2 separate regions of the Gasterosteus aculeatus genome follow, and region 2 is linked to region 1. The links are chromatin contacts, called in public Hi-C maps. All regions are on one chromosome and are shown on one strand. The core of a region is the stretch at or near the end of the contact, and the rest is flanking DNA. Distances in the headings are between cores, read along the strand shown.

Region 1 (6,980 bases), core at 795-3,294:
AGATCATGGTTTGAGCGTGGCGCCCTAGACCACATCGGATCCCAACACACTGTGTATGCACAGAATGCACCTTCTACTTCCACTGGAGGTGGCAGGCTACTATATATACAGTATATATGGAATGAAACATTATGATTATTCTCACATAGTAAGTAACAAGGATCAATTCAGATTATAAAATACACAGGCGCCCATTTTGAAATGATTTGCAATCCTGAAAAAGATTTGATTGCACTTAATAATAAATAAACATTCTAGATTTTACACATAAAACAGGTAAAAATACCTTTCTTTTGCATTACAATATTTTGCTTAGTGTTTTTATGTTGGACTAGATTTTTTACTCTGGTTTTAGTTAATAATTGGATCTACAATTGCATTCCTCAATTAATGAGTTTTAATAGTATGTTGACAATAAGCAGGGTAATGATTTGCAAAGATAAAAGCTTCAAAATATTTCAAATATAAATAGCGCTTTGTCGAAATGGCCCGAATTTAACCACAATAAATTGAATTTTATTTTATTTTATTATTTATTTATGATGCTATATATCTAAATACAGTAAAACGATAAATCAATAATCACATTACAGGCCTGCTTAGAATGTGCATGGTATATAGGGGATGTAAACTACATTAAAATCATTCTTTTTCCACGTTGTAAATCACATATGCGGGACACGGTGTAACAACTGATACCACAATGCGTGTCAACAGGTATTCTGCAACTGACGACAACCAAAAGAATTTAGTTTTCCACTGCAACATTTTTTGCTCATTATCCCCAGTTAGCTCTGAAGTGGGGCATTCCGACGTGCCGTATGTCTGCTTCTCACAGAGGAGACGGCCACACACACAGTGCACGTGGCGCTTCAGCCTCTTCCACTAACAAGGCTGTGTCCACCCTCGTTGATCCCTGCACAGTGGCATATTTTTGCTGCGGAATTGAGTGGTGTGTGTTGCGATCATGTGGAGGGGCCCCTGCATAGTTCCAATGTGCCACCATATAATAAGCTCTCCTTATTTTAGCTTCATTATCGCCAACCAACATCACAGGACATTACAGCAAATTGGCTGCGAGACGGACAGTAATAAGAGAATAAGAGAGGCAGGGAATGTGAGCATGTGCGACTACTTGTGTGTGTCACCACAGCTACATCAAAAGGAGGCTCACTGAAAACGTTAAGTGGTAAAATGCACAGAGGGGTACTTTAATTCAAAAAGCTACTTTGTTCTGGACGTGGCTTTTAACATGAGTTATTCGTGGGTAACATTGCTATATATTTCATTTAATTTAGCTTGTTTTCTGTACATGGCAACGCCTTCAACGTGCATCATTGGAAAAAAGAGGAACCCTGCAAAGCTACATAGCAGCTAATTATGAAGAAAGAGAGAATGCAACATCAGATTCAAAAGACCACAGTCTGAGCAGCAGGCGGTGAGAGGCGAGCACTTCCTAAATGAGATCCCAGCAGATCCAAAAGGACCAAAGCATTCGCCTTTGCTAGCAGCAGAGGGTGCCAGTACTCCACAAAAGTATCCCAGCACAGTCCAGTTTACTAATATGAAAATACGGGACAAAGTGACACAGAGAACGGGCCCATTGTTGCTGTTCCTTCACGTTTGTGCTCAGGGTTTAATTATTCCACTTCTCCATCTGGATAGGTGACGTGTTCTAGACATGCTGTGTTTATTCCAGTGAATAGAAAGTTAAAGTGAAATGTGTACAAGTTGCAGCTCTACGAAGCATCAGCTTACCGCGCGTGCTTTGAACTGAAACTTTGAACTTTGTACACAGCGGCAGACCGATGCCTGTCAGAGCCTTGTTCAAGCAGAGATCTGGAATGTTCTTCATATAGACATCTATATAGATATAGATATACATCTCTATATATTTAATCATGTGTAGATGTTTTTGGGAGGATTTAACGTTTCTCCTCTCCTAACCCGTGTCAGATGATGCCCGGAGTCTGGGTGAATCACAGATGGCTATTCCTTTCTCCCCGCCCTGGGGCAAGAGGAAAGCCAGGCTGACTGCCACCTCCCCAGCCCGCAGTGGCAAAGAGCTGGCACCGTCAAGAAGACGGGGAGAGGAGAGGGAAGGATGGATTGTGGCCTTCCCCGCGGGTCTCCTCGGAGAAACAGTCTCCATCTGCTCATCTGGGCCAAGTCTGACAGTGAGGAGTTTTCACCATTTCCTTTCACACTCTACTGTATGTGAATCAGAGTATGCACCAGGGACGCAGAACGTGCAGCCTACCTTTACATTCAATGTGCACAACGCCACACATTCAAGTGTTTCTGAAGCGCATCTAGTTTTTAGACAGCACATTGTGACTTTTAACCTTCCTAACCAGTGGCCTGTGAGGTTTGAGGATCAATACCTGTTCTTAACGCTGTGTCACGGCGGTGCACGGGGTTAAGAGGAGTTTCCGAACAGGTCTGGTTAGGATGGAGGCTTCATCGGATGAAAGAGCAGCAGAGACTGAGCGGAAGGTCAAGGAACATCCACTTCAGAACTATCTGCCACAGAGACAGCAGAGCACTGGTGATGTGCTGTGGATGAATGGGGACTCGGGCTGATGGGTGCTTGCATGTAATGCAAAGCAGTGGAAAGAGTTCCGATGAAATTACGACGACTCCGGGCCCCAATATCGGGCTTAACTATCCGTGTCCTAACAGCTTGTTCAGGAACAGTAGACAGAGAAAACAACAGCCTCTGGGCTTTTTGTCCATCTTTTCTTTCTACGGTGCTGTTGTTGCTATGGTTCTACGGTCATCACTCAAAAGGGAAATACAGGGAATCAATGTCAATTCATTCTTTATTTTAATATGCAAACGTTAATTCTCAAACATGTTTATGCTCCCTTGAGCCCTATAGAGGTTGTAAAGGAAAGATTAAAGGTGTTCAATCATAAAAAAAAACTTCCACTTATGATGCTTCATGTATCAGAGTGGCCTTTATATTCTTAGAAAAAGCTATTTATGAGTATCTGAATCACTCATTTACTCTTCAAGTCCACTGAGAGAATTCTCCAAATGCACCATATGCAGTTTATCTGTGATTCCATGATAGAAGAATCTGAAACTGTGGTGGGTGGACCTCAGACCCTCTAGGGGGGTCTGAAGGCAGGACCCCTCAGAAAAAAAAATGTTTTCACATTGAATTCAAACACATTGGGTGTATAAGTATGAATGGGGATGACATCGCAAAACCCACAAAGCATTGTGACAGTCTGGACGGAAGTCGGGGGCCCCGGGCCATCCAAGCAGACTGGAGCCTGTCACTTTTCACTGCCACAGAGGAAAGGTCCCGTGGGGGGGTCCTCCCTGGCAGAGCGGCTGTCACGCATGCGGCAAGTTGAATTCCCTGAGAAGAATGCACAGACCTCACACGCTGTAACTGAAGCGTAAGAATATTTTCGGTTCGTTATGAAACTGAGGCGTTCCTCTCTAGAGTTGGGTAGTTAATGGAAACACTGCAATAAGCTGTATCTTTTGTCACAAAAGATACAATTTCATTCCAGACAAGTTGTCTTGAAGTGCAGAGTTCTTTAAATCCAATGTACCAGATAGATGGCTTTATAGCATATTTTCACTTTACAGCACCAACACCATCCTAAAAGGCAGTTAGATATTTCTTCTTTAGCATGCATGTTTGAAATAGCTGTCTGTTCAAGTAAATCATCATACATGATGCATGCATTAAATTCTATTACACAACGAATTAATGAAATAATAATTGATTATACGCCTTAGTTTTGCGGTACTACTGTTGTCTGCTATAAAACTTACCATAATTATTATTAACATTAGTATTTCCAAGGGACATTTGAACAATTGATAATAGTAGATAACTAATACTTATCTTTAGGGCACATGGACATTGGCTTTACATGTTACAAGTGTTTTGGTCGAAATTGGACCAATATTAAAATCTAGTCCAAGATGAATGACTAGCACAAGCTGTTTCCCCATACAATGTGAGTGAAAGGAGCTCCCTCCCTCATTCACAGCTATTTCTCCAGAGTTAATAGCTCAATATAAAGTAGGCTGGAGTTAACAGGCAGCTCTCTCCTGAAGATGTTTACTTTCCCTTCACCTAGATTCGTCCATTAACAGGATGTGTGTGTATGCATGTGTGTCTGAGAGACGGCGTTACCTCGTTAACTCTGAAATGTGAAATCCCTTACTGAAAGGATGCTATCGTGATTTGCGCACCATGTGCTGTTATACGCATATGCTTTTTCCTTAGTCAAAGCAGATATTTAGTGTATGTGAGGAACCCAAAGGACACACTAAATAATATCCAACAAAGATATGATGGCGTATTGTACTGAATGTTCTCCAGTAAATAGGAACATGACCTGTTGTCGGATTAGAGGGAAACTAATGGTGACGTTACAGACAATCAGCTGGGAGAGTCATTATATATTTGTTGCGAGAGTGCCCTTATCAGAAGCAGCATAGGATCCATTATTACACTCAATTGCAAAGCGTAAGTCAAGTTACAGTAATCAAACATCAGAGACAATTCACTAGGACTAACACTACTCCAATGGAGACAAATTATGAAGTGGATGTGGTCTATGTTATCAAAAGCAGGGAAATGAGGTGGAAGGGAATGGAGGGAAGTTGATTTTCTTCCTACGCCCTCCGGGAATGTGGATCTGATGAAAAGGACTCAACACATGCAAACATGAGCTTTCAGATATTCTCCCTCCCCCCGAAGCCTCTGCTTGCCGTAGTCGTTAAGGCCCTCCGGATATTTCCAGGATGATGAAGGACTACTTATGCTGACTTCAAATACTCATCAGCAGCTCCTACTTCCAAGTTACTGAGTCATAAATAGGACTTGTCATCCGTTTAGGTGGTTTAGGCTGGAATACATTTTTTTTTTTAAAGTACAAAACTGTTTTTTTTCCATGCCGATTAGTGGAGCAGCTGGAGGAAAGGAGGCGGAGGCATCGAAGCTGTCACGAATTACTGAACATTTACATTGCGCAAAGGGGACACTTCACACTCATTTTACGGATAATACTTGTAATAGGTTTCTGCTAAAACATGTTGCATGCTTAAATACATTATACTGTACATTAGATGTAGGCATATTTTATCTGAAATGCTCTGGTTTTGCATCGGTCTCTTTCAGCTCCCCAACTAAAAAAGCCCAAATAGGGTGCCTTTTTGTTATGGTAGCTCTCAAGCTGTGGGTGGAAACACCCAGATGTGGGGGGCGGGATGTTCTAATGAGCATGCATTTAACAGAGGAAGGGGAGACAAATCTCAATGGGTTGTGGATGAATGGAGAGCCCGGTCTTCCTTCAATCAAAGCATTGGCGGTCGGGTCCCAGATCATCGGCTAATAAGCGTGCCCATGTGCCCTTGGGCAAAACTTAACGCCGACGTTGCTCTGTAGCTGTGACAACGGTGTGTGTGATTGGCATTGATATCAGATGCTGATGGGCAGGTGGCACTGCGTATTGTAGCTCCTGTCATCAGTGTACGGATGAGTATGAATGATGACATCGTCGTGTTAAAGTGCTTTAGTTGGATGTTTTAGTTGGACATAAGAGCTAATCAACCGTTCTCTCCTTGAAATAAAGTCATGATGATGTGGAGATCAAGATGAGACCTCAACTCGCTATCAATTTATATTAAATAAAGCTGGGAACTATGATGTACTACTCTAGTAATCAAATCCAGGTTGAGAGGGCGATTAGCTGTAGTTGTGTTGTTATTAAGCAGACATCATCCAAGTGAAATGCTTCAATTAAAGCAGGAGCAGTGCACAAAGCTTAAGGAAAACACAATAGACTGAATTTGTTCCGGGGGGGTCTGTGGTGGGGGGGAAATGGCTGTCTAAATTACTTTTTAGGTTTGCTTTAGAATTTATCTCCCTTAAACCTGCTTTGAAGAGGCTTTTCACTGCCAAACAGAAGCGCGCTTCCATGGGCGGTTTCTAGGGGTGTAACGATTCATTCACTGAATCGATTAATCAATTTATATTTCTGCGATCCAACCGAATCGATCTGTGCTCCGCAAATCGGCATTCCGGACGACATATATCGATTACAAATCGATTGAAATGGTACATAATCAATTTGTATACTTGGAAACTGCACATTGGATTTAAGTACAAAAACGGTATGGATGTGTGTTTGTTTGTTTGGTTTTTAGCACTTTAGACACGTTAAACGTTACTCGATTCAGTCTGCCTGTCTGTGACGTCATCAGTACGCAGCGGCAGCCGCACGAAACTCTGAACAACAACAAAACACAGCGTGGAGGAGACGACTGCGAGCGAGACATTTACAAACCAACTTATCGATCCAGCGTGTGGAAACATTTTGGCTTTTGCAAACACAGAGGTGTTCTAAATAAGTCGGTCGCTGTTTGTAGAATATGTAGAAGCCAAATAAAAAAACACAGAAACACGACGAATCTTTCCAGCCATCTACTAAGGCGCTGTGGGATTAAACAACGCCGACAGTCAGGCACCTCTAGCAGCGTGACCGCTGCAGCAGCAACAGGTAACTCCAGCTCTGCAGACACCTCAGGCCTCGCCAGCACCAAACTCAACATCACAGTAACAATTGGCAAGTTTATCTGTAAAGACCTGCGACCCTACAATGTGGTGGAAAATCCGGGGTTCTGTGAATTGATCCAAACATTGTGTAATTATTGTTTAATGTTTACATTGAAAATGGCACTTGATTGAAATAAAAGGTTAATACATTTGCCATTAATTGTATTTTGCTTGTTTATAATATCCATAATTAATTTAAACCTTATTTCCTTACAAGAAACAACAGGGATCTCAGAAACTTTGCTTGCACTGTCCAGTAAAGTTACTGAATCGATTTCAAGTCACTGAATCGAATCGAATCGTTCTAAATTAACCCAGATCGTCCATGAATCGAATCGGCAACCATGAATCGCGTTAAAATCGTTGTTAAAATTAATCGTTACACCCCTAG
Region 2 (7,225 bases), core at 6-2,505, 170 kb after region 1:
TGTGAACACCAGGCCTTGCAGACGGATCCAATCTCATCTACTACAAATGAAGTCAGCTTGATTTAAGGTTCTTCCTACTCTCATTTCATTATTTCTTCTCCCTCTTCTTTCCCATCTTTGTCTTTGAAACTGTGAGCAGTAGTTTATGATAATATTATAATACTCTATTGGATCAAATACAATCACAGGCATCATACCGCTTCCCTGGGTCACATCCAGTCTAATCATGAAGACAGCGCTTTAAATGGTCGACTTTAACAAGGGATCCAAGTTATGGCACAATGACCAGGTCGGGAGAAGAAGAATGTGTAGAGAAGCCTTTTTGCAGAGCTGATTGCACACATCTGGCCGGCACTGACATTCCCTTAGTACTGAACCCTAGGAAAGATCAGTGACACTTGGTTTGGTAAAGGTTCAGGAAACACTCTTTGCGTGAGTAAACGCTAACGCTTCACTGAGACCTATGATCATGGAGACCAGTCACCAACACAAGGAACCAGAGCCAGTCACGGTGCTTCCCTGGGAGTGGTGCAGCTGCGAGCTGCAGGGCGTAGCGTTGTGTTGCTCAGCTGAAGCGTTAGAAGTGGGGTTTGGCAGTGTGACAGCATCACTGAGAGAAGGGCTTGGTGGAGAGACTGGAGAGAAATGGCAAGTACGATTTTCTAATGTTCCTGTGACAAAGAACCTTTTAATAGGTCCAGTATGAAATAACAGCACAGTTTCTAAAGGACTGCAGGTACACAAAGCAGAAACAAAAACACTGCTAAAGAGCTAGGACTCGTTCACTCATTTAGGATTAACAGAAGTATCATCATGTTGGTGACGAAGAACAAATACATATATTCACCTCCAGTTTCAAAAACTTGGTTCCAGTACCACTAAAATGTGTGCAGTCTGCTATGTGGAACTAGGCTCAAAGACGCTGAGCAGAGTCCAAATACCCTTTATTACTTTAGCAAAGGTAACACCGCAAATTTGTCCAACCCGCTGAAATGTCACAAAAATGCCAAGTACTTTGAACTGGAAAAGTCCTGTCGCCAGACCACTCACACATCTAGCAGAGCATTAAACACTCAAGCTAGAACGTCTCTCTCTAAAAAGCAATGACACACCTGAGCAAACAGGCAGAATATGTAATCACAGAGATTATCCATGGTCAAACATCACCACCCTGTGGCCAAGACAGCTTTGACTCAGCTAAAAAGTGCGTGAATCACCCTGCTAGGAGTGCCTGCCTGCACCGAGTGAGCGATGTCACTGTTTAGGACCATATAAATATCACATTATGTTGCTGCAGGAGCTCGGCTAGAGACTGCTCTCTGTATGGTACCTTGAATGCGGTCTAGACTGCAGTTTTAGTGTGTGTAGGTAGGAGTAATAGTAACTGGGGCGTGATTTGGCGGGGGCGTGCACTGTTTAAGCGAAAATACGCCATTTTGACGATGGCATGCGTTCTTTTGATTGGAGAGTCGTCATTTTAGGATGTGTTTTATGTGATGGGCGTTAGTTTTGACAGGAAACACATCACTGTAGTAGGGGTTTCAACATGTATATAGATGTGTTATTTGTCGCCGCGATCAACCTCATTCTGGACTCATCCATGGTGGTTGCCGCTCCAGGATTCTTTGCGAAACAGCAGAGGCCTTCCCTGTGTAGACTATCTTCTTTGCCCTCACAGAGGAAAAGATTTGTCGTGTTTCCATGTTTTTTTATTTGGCTTCTACATATTCTACAAACAGCGGCCGACTTATTTAGAACACCTCCGTGTTTGCAAAAGCCGAAATGTTTCCATACACTGGATCGATAAGTTGGTTTGTAAATGTCTCGCTCGCAGTCGTCTCCTCCACGCTGTGTTTTGTTCTTCCGTGTTTCGTGCGGCTGCCGCTGCGTACTGATGACGTCACGGACAGGCAGACTGAATAGAGTAACGTTTAACGTGTCTAAAGTGCTAAAAAACAAACACATCCATACCGTTCTTGTACTTAAATCCAATGTGCAGTTTCAATACAAATCGATTATGTACCATTTTAATCGATATGTCGTCCAGAATGCCGATTTGCTGAGCTCAGATCGATTCAGTTGGATCGCAGGAATATAAATCGATTAATCGATTCAGTGGATGAATTGTTACACCCCTACTACTAAGTATTTCCCTCCCCTGACGGTGCCGGACCCCCAAGGTGCCAACAGACTGTTCGCTCCCATAGCCGCTCAGAAGCCAAAACGTGTATAGTGTAAAATGACAGTGACGTTTGACTTGCAACCCCCCCCCCCCCCTAACCTCCCTAACATGATTCAAAGGCAAAAAGAATGTCTGAGTCAAACAAGATGGCTGCTGGACGTATTACAGTCACAGAAAACAGGAATAAATTCATCTCTTTGTTAAAAACTGCAACGGTTAGGAGCATGTATTATTGATATGATTCGGGGGGCTGGTGTTTCCTAGAGAAATGTTAAGGATATCGCTGTATTAAGAGTGAAATGTGCAAGCAGTTTGCTGTTAGCTTCTAGCTACGACCAATGGTTGCACATTTTCCCCCTTCCCCTCAGAGGACCGGTTGGTGGGCGGGAGGAGCTAATCGGGCAAACGAGGAGTCGCAGTAACCAAACGGATCAACAGCGCTGTATGCCGTCAATGCAAAACTAATATTAAAACCAGCGCTGGTTGGTTCTGGCTCGGCGCCCTGAAGAGCGATCCTCTGCCACCGTGGCAACCACATACCTTCCCCTCAAAGATTTGAGAACAGTCACAAATCAGTTGTGAATTTCTACATAAAGGGTTATTATTGAGGGTCGACAGGCCTGGTGAAAATGACCCAATTGCATTAAACAGGACTTCTGTTCTGAACCCCCGAGCTGCTTAACACAATTGATTACATTAAAGAAACCACAATGCGTAGTCCTATTGATCAGTGTGATACAAGTTTGGAAAATAAACTGCCACAACAAAGTATAGGATGGTCACAAGGGTTTGTGCTTGTATCAATTTCATGCACAGCATAAATGCGCACTACGCTGCCTCACAAGCTACTTATCAACCAAGCCATGATAATCTTGCTTTTGAGTGAAATAGTTTTCCATCAAGCCCACAGTCGGCCATGCTTGCATGTGACCTGTCGTGATTGATTTTCCTAATGTCAACCTGCTGGTTCTTTGCCGAACGACCGAGCATCCCAGCTTTAGGCAACATTAGCAGAGAACACCAGGAGAATTTAAGTGTTCGTATTGGCCAAATCAAAGACATTGTTGCCTGATCTATCTAGAGATCAGCCAGATAAGAGTTTTGTTCACATCCCCTGGGCATAGGGTTGACATGCTAAAGCATATGAAAGTAAAGACCGGATGGCCATTTAAATTTTTTTTTTCCCCCACTCGTTTATTAGGAATAGTCGCTTCAAAGAAACAAAGATAATTTAGTGTAGAGACACAGTAGTGTATCAAGGCATCGCAGTGCTTATTTTACCAGGACAGGCACAAATAACTCCTACAGGTCACGTATAATCATGTGGCAAGTTTGACTTAGTCTTGAAAATTTCTATGACAGTTGTATCAAGTGCTAATTAGAGTAACAAGTGGACAACAAGCTACGATTACAAAAACCGCCTTGAATTAGACACCATTAAAGACAATTACACAAGCTTAATATGAGAGCTTACATCTTTAATGAATCATTACAATCTGAAGTCCAATGGGCATCGAGCTTTTAGAAGTTTGAAACAACCTAATAAAATTGTAATTGAAGGTGCGACATAATTTAAAGCTGTTGGAGGAGAAGAGAAGGTTAGGTTGTAGTAAAGTATAAACATTTAGCATAATAAAATAAAAATAAAAAGTTACCCTTAGAAAAATTCAAGAAGTCTCATCAGTAATGGTAAGTGGACCAAGGACTGCTTTTTGTGCCACTCCATGAGTCCCTGTTTGAAAACACCGGTCAAGTTCACATCAAAACTAGACAAGTTAAAGCAGCATAGTCAAATACCTGATTCTATACTCCTGGTCCTCCTGGACTTGCAGTCGGAGTCACAGCAGTCACAGAGAGTGCTGTATGCATAGTTGTCCAGCAGCTCCCAGCTGAGTTCATGATTGAGAAGAGGCAGACAATTATTTACCATCATGGAAGTCAGACTACTCTCGAATGGTTAAGACATTGTTACCCATGCTCTTTGACATAGTGGCAGGCCTTCTTGGTGCGGTCAAGACCGTTGGGATCCCAAGCCACAAGTTTACAGTGGATGAACACCTGTTTTGTAGAGGACGGAGGTTGTGATGCAGAGTTCGCTTCCAGTTGTAACAATAAAACCTGCCCAATTTAGAGTTACCTCTTGACCAAGACCAAACCTAAAGGTCTGAAGGGATAGTTGGAGCTCTGAGGACTTCTGCCTTGGTTCAAATTTGGAACCAGACACACTGCTGTCCACAAGACATCTGGAAATAAAGTGAGGTTTCACATTAAAGTTCTTGACAACATAAAAGAATGATCGGGTGAAACACGATTACCCCTTATTGGCGATTATCGGGTATACAAGGCTTTTAGGCTGCAGCTCTGGTGTGGTTGCCGCTACGCATTCCTCGAGAAGCAGAAGCAAGGGCTGATGGGTTTTCTGTGACACGCTGGCCATGATCGGGATAAAGGAGCCCAGAGCGAAGGTAGTGGACTCAGCAGGGCCTGAGAAGTCATCTACAGCAGTAAAGAAGAGTCATTATGTTCCACATCACCTTGAGAGACACCATATACAGTAAGGGCTTACTTTAAACCCACCATTCATGAGGGCAATGTGGAACACTAGATGTCCCACACCATGTGTATTGAACATAGGGTCATAAATCATGGGGTACCAGTCTTTAGGTCTGCAACAAAAAAAAAAAAGAAACCCAATAAAAGCAACTGCTGCTATTTGACTAAATAGTCGATGTTGTAGAATAAACACCCACCTTGCAAATGCACAGACAACAGGATGAGTGAAGGACAGAGATGGAGAGTCAGAAGAACCGTAGGTCAGGTCATTGCTGTACATCAAGTTATCACCAGTTACCTTAGAGAGAGACGAATATCAATGAACCTGCAAGAAACAGACTCATGGTTTGAAAGGTTATATTAAAAGAAGGTTCTACGCACAAGTCTCCTGAAGTTACAGTCATTGAAATCCACTCTAAAAACAGCCTGGGTGGCAGAGAAGCTGGTGGGGAAGCAGCTTCCCAGACGGAAGAGCGAGAGATCAGCCTGGGATCGGCCCTCCGTCCACACCACCGTCACAGAGTCGGGCCTGCAGTCCAGCTTCATGTCTGGAAAGGGGAAAAACAAGGAACTCAAACTCATTCTTTCTAAGGAATCAAATCACATACCTTCATGCACCATTGTGTTACATCATTACCTGCATAGATTAACATGGCAGCAGACAAGCTCAAAACCACTGCTCGTTGCCAAAAGAAAGCCATCATGACTGGATACATGCTCCTGGGACTGTGAGGGTTTTTATTCCTTGTCACCTTGATCAAGAAAACCTCTTTCACCTGGTGTGTGTCAACAGTCTCAGGTGCAAAGGCCATTGGACCGATTGCAGCTAGTTACACAGATGGGTTTCACTTAGATGAAGCTTGATCAGCTGCACGTGAGCAGGTTTTGTGGAAAGATCTTCTCTTTATGCATAAAACGATCTTAAAATGTTTCATAGTGCAACGTAACCAAACAACCTGAAACAACAAGGGTCTCTCAGGCTGGTCAACCATCTGTACTCTTTTTTTTCCCGGAAGGGTGTAGAGATCTATTATTTAAAAAAAATGAAAATAAATAAAAAAGGTTTAACAAATACAATCAGATAAAAATACATAAAATAGTTGATATCACACTAGTTGCCCTTTTTCAGCTTGTTTTTTCCGAGGGGTCTGCAGTACTTTCAAGAAGAAAAAAAATCACCATGAATGATTCGTCAAATAAAAAATATTAAATGTTATATCATACTACCATTTTCCCGACCTGAGCCAGCTCCCTGGTTGGTGCACGTAGCCGATGGTGGTAGACAGCTAAGCGCAGCAATCTCTTTTTGCAGTTCTTCAAGTCTTACATACATAGGCTCCTTGCTGTCATCTATTTCTAAAAGGTATTTGCGGCGAATGTAAATACCTATTAAAATATATATGAAACAAATATGTATCACACCACCTAGTACAATCTTGAATGGGTTTAATTTATACCTGTATGTATAGAGTTAAGAACCTTTAATGAATAGCCTCTTTTACTAAAACATGTACATTTGTCAATGAAATAAGTACTTACCATATATCTGGTCCATTGCTCCCCCACTGTAGTACATCAGGCTCTCAATGGAAATGTCTTAAATGTGAGGAGAAGTGAACCTTGGCGGTATCTATAGGGAAACCATACCCCCTCAGGGGGTTCAGCCGTTGGTTAAAACATCAGCTCACTGTTTGACCACCTAAGGATTTTGTTTTTTCCCCCAGGGGCTTGGGGGGGCACCTATGTGGCCTGGTCAAACCACATTGGCTCATCATCATCATCAGGGCATTTGGAGCTCATTGTTTGTCTGCTAAATGAGTGACAGATGTCGCCTTAAGACCCCTATTTTTCCTGGGGTTGGCACATCGGGGTGCCGGCACCGTCAGGGGAGGGAAATACTTGGGTAGGTATCCCTGTGCTAAGTCGCAAGATGTTTCCCTCGTTAAAAACTTTTCCGGGCATGCCCACAAAATGGCGGGGTTACGGCCACTTCCTGTACACGCTTACTTGCGCGTGCACGAGGGCAAAGGACACATGCACGAGCAAAAGGTTACTATTACTACTGTAGGTGACTCGGCGGCGGCGGCGGCCTGTGTGTGTGTTACCGGGGGGGGATGCACAGTTAAGGACAACTCACACCTAACTCGAAAATAATGAGACCCTTTGGTGCTTTCCCATGAGCTGAGGGCCTTTGAGACGTCTTGCATTGCTGAATCAGTGCCATTGACACGGCCATTCGATGACAAATGAGACGCTGCCTAATGACGGTTTTGGCAGCGTTTAACAGCCGGGGGAGACACACTTCCAACAGAAGGTTTAAAAGATGACTCATTTTATGTTTCTGGAAAGCGTTCATTTGCTGCCTTAGGTGGAATGTGTTTAACATCGCTAATACATTCCCGCGGTTTGGGAGATGAATTCAAGTATTGATTTTTCTCTTCTCTTCTCCCTCGTTGCAATCACAGGCCGGACCACCAGAAAGCACCCAGG

Evidence for each region. A called contact is a pair of places that touch in the nucleus more often than the background predicts.
Region 2: a Hi-C map of liver shows a contact between it and region 1, with 2.4 times the contacts expected there. The contact joins two enhancer-like sites. A contact is called at or near these places in 4 of 6 Hi-C or Micro-C datasets (liver, skeletal muscle and whole body).

What each region holds. Positions count from the first base shown.
Region 1 is chr7:17,280,512-17,287,491 of fGasAcu3.hap1.1, forward strand. All of the region lies in intron 4 of auts2a (activator of transcription and developmental regulator AUTS2 a), which reads right to left. Among protein-coding and RNA genes, the nearest start is that of auts2a, 140 kb to the right of the region's middle. Within about 2 kb of position 2,045, at least 2 of the 9 cell types and tissues checked have open chromatin away from gene starts, as enhancers often do. A contact at or near this core is called in liver, where this site is marked.
Region 2 is chr7:17,447,001-17,454,225 of fGasAcu3.hap1.1, forward strand. It overlaps LOC120822351 (zona pellucida sperm-binding protein 3), which reads right to left and starts at 5,481. Exons shown (of 10, transcript XM_040181950.2): 1 at 5,373-5,481; 2 at 5,117-5,283; 3 at 4,933-5,033; 4 at 4,760-4,848; 5 at 4,498-4,678; 6 at 4,320-4,425; 7 at 4,155-4,240; 8 at 3,980-4,071; 9 at 3,838-3,914; 10 at 3,646-3,760. The coding sequence starts at 5,451. The coding sequence ends at 3,850. Within about 2 kb of position 1,256, at least 1 of the 9 cell types and tissues checked has open chromatin away from gene starts, as enhancers often do. A contact at or near this core is called in liver, where this site is marked.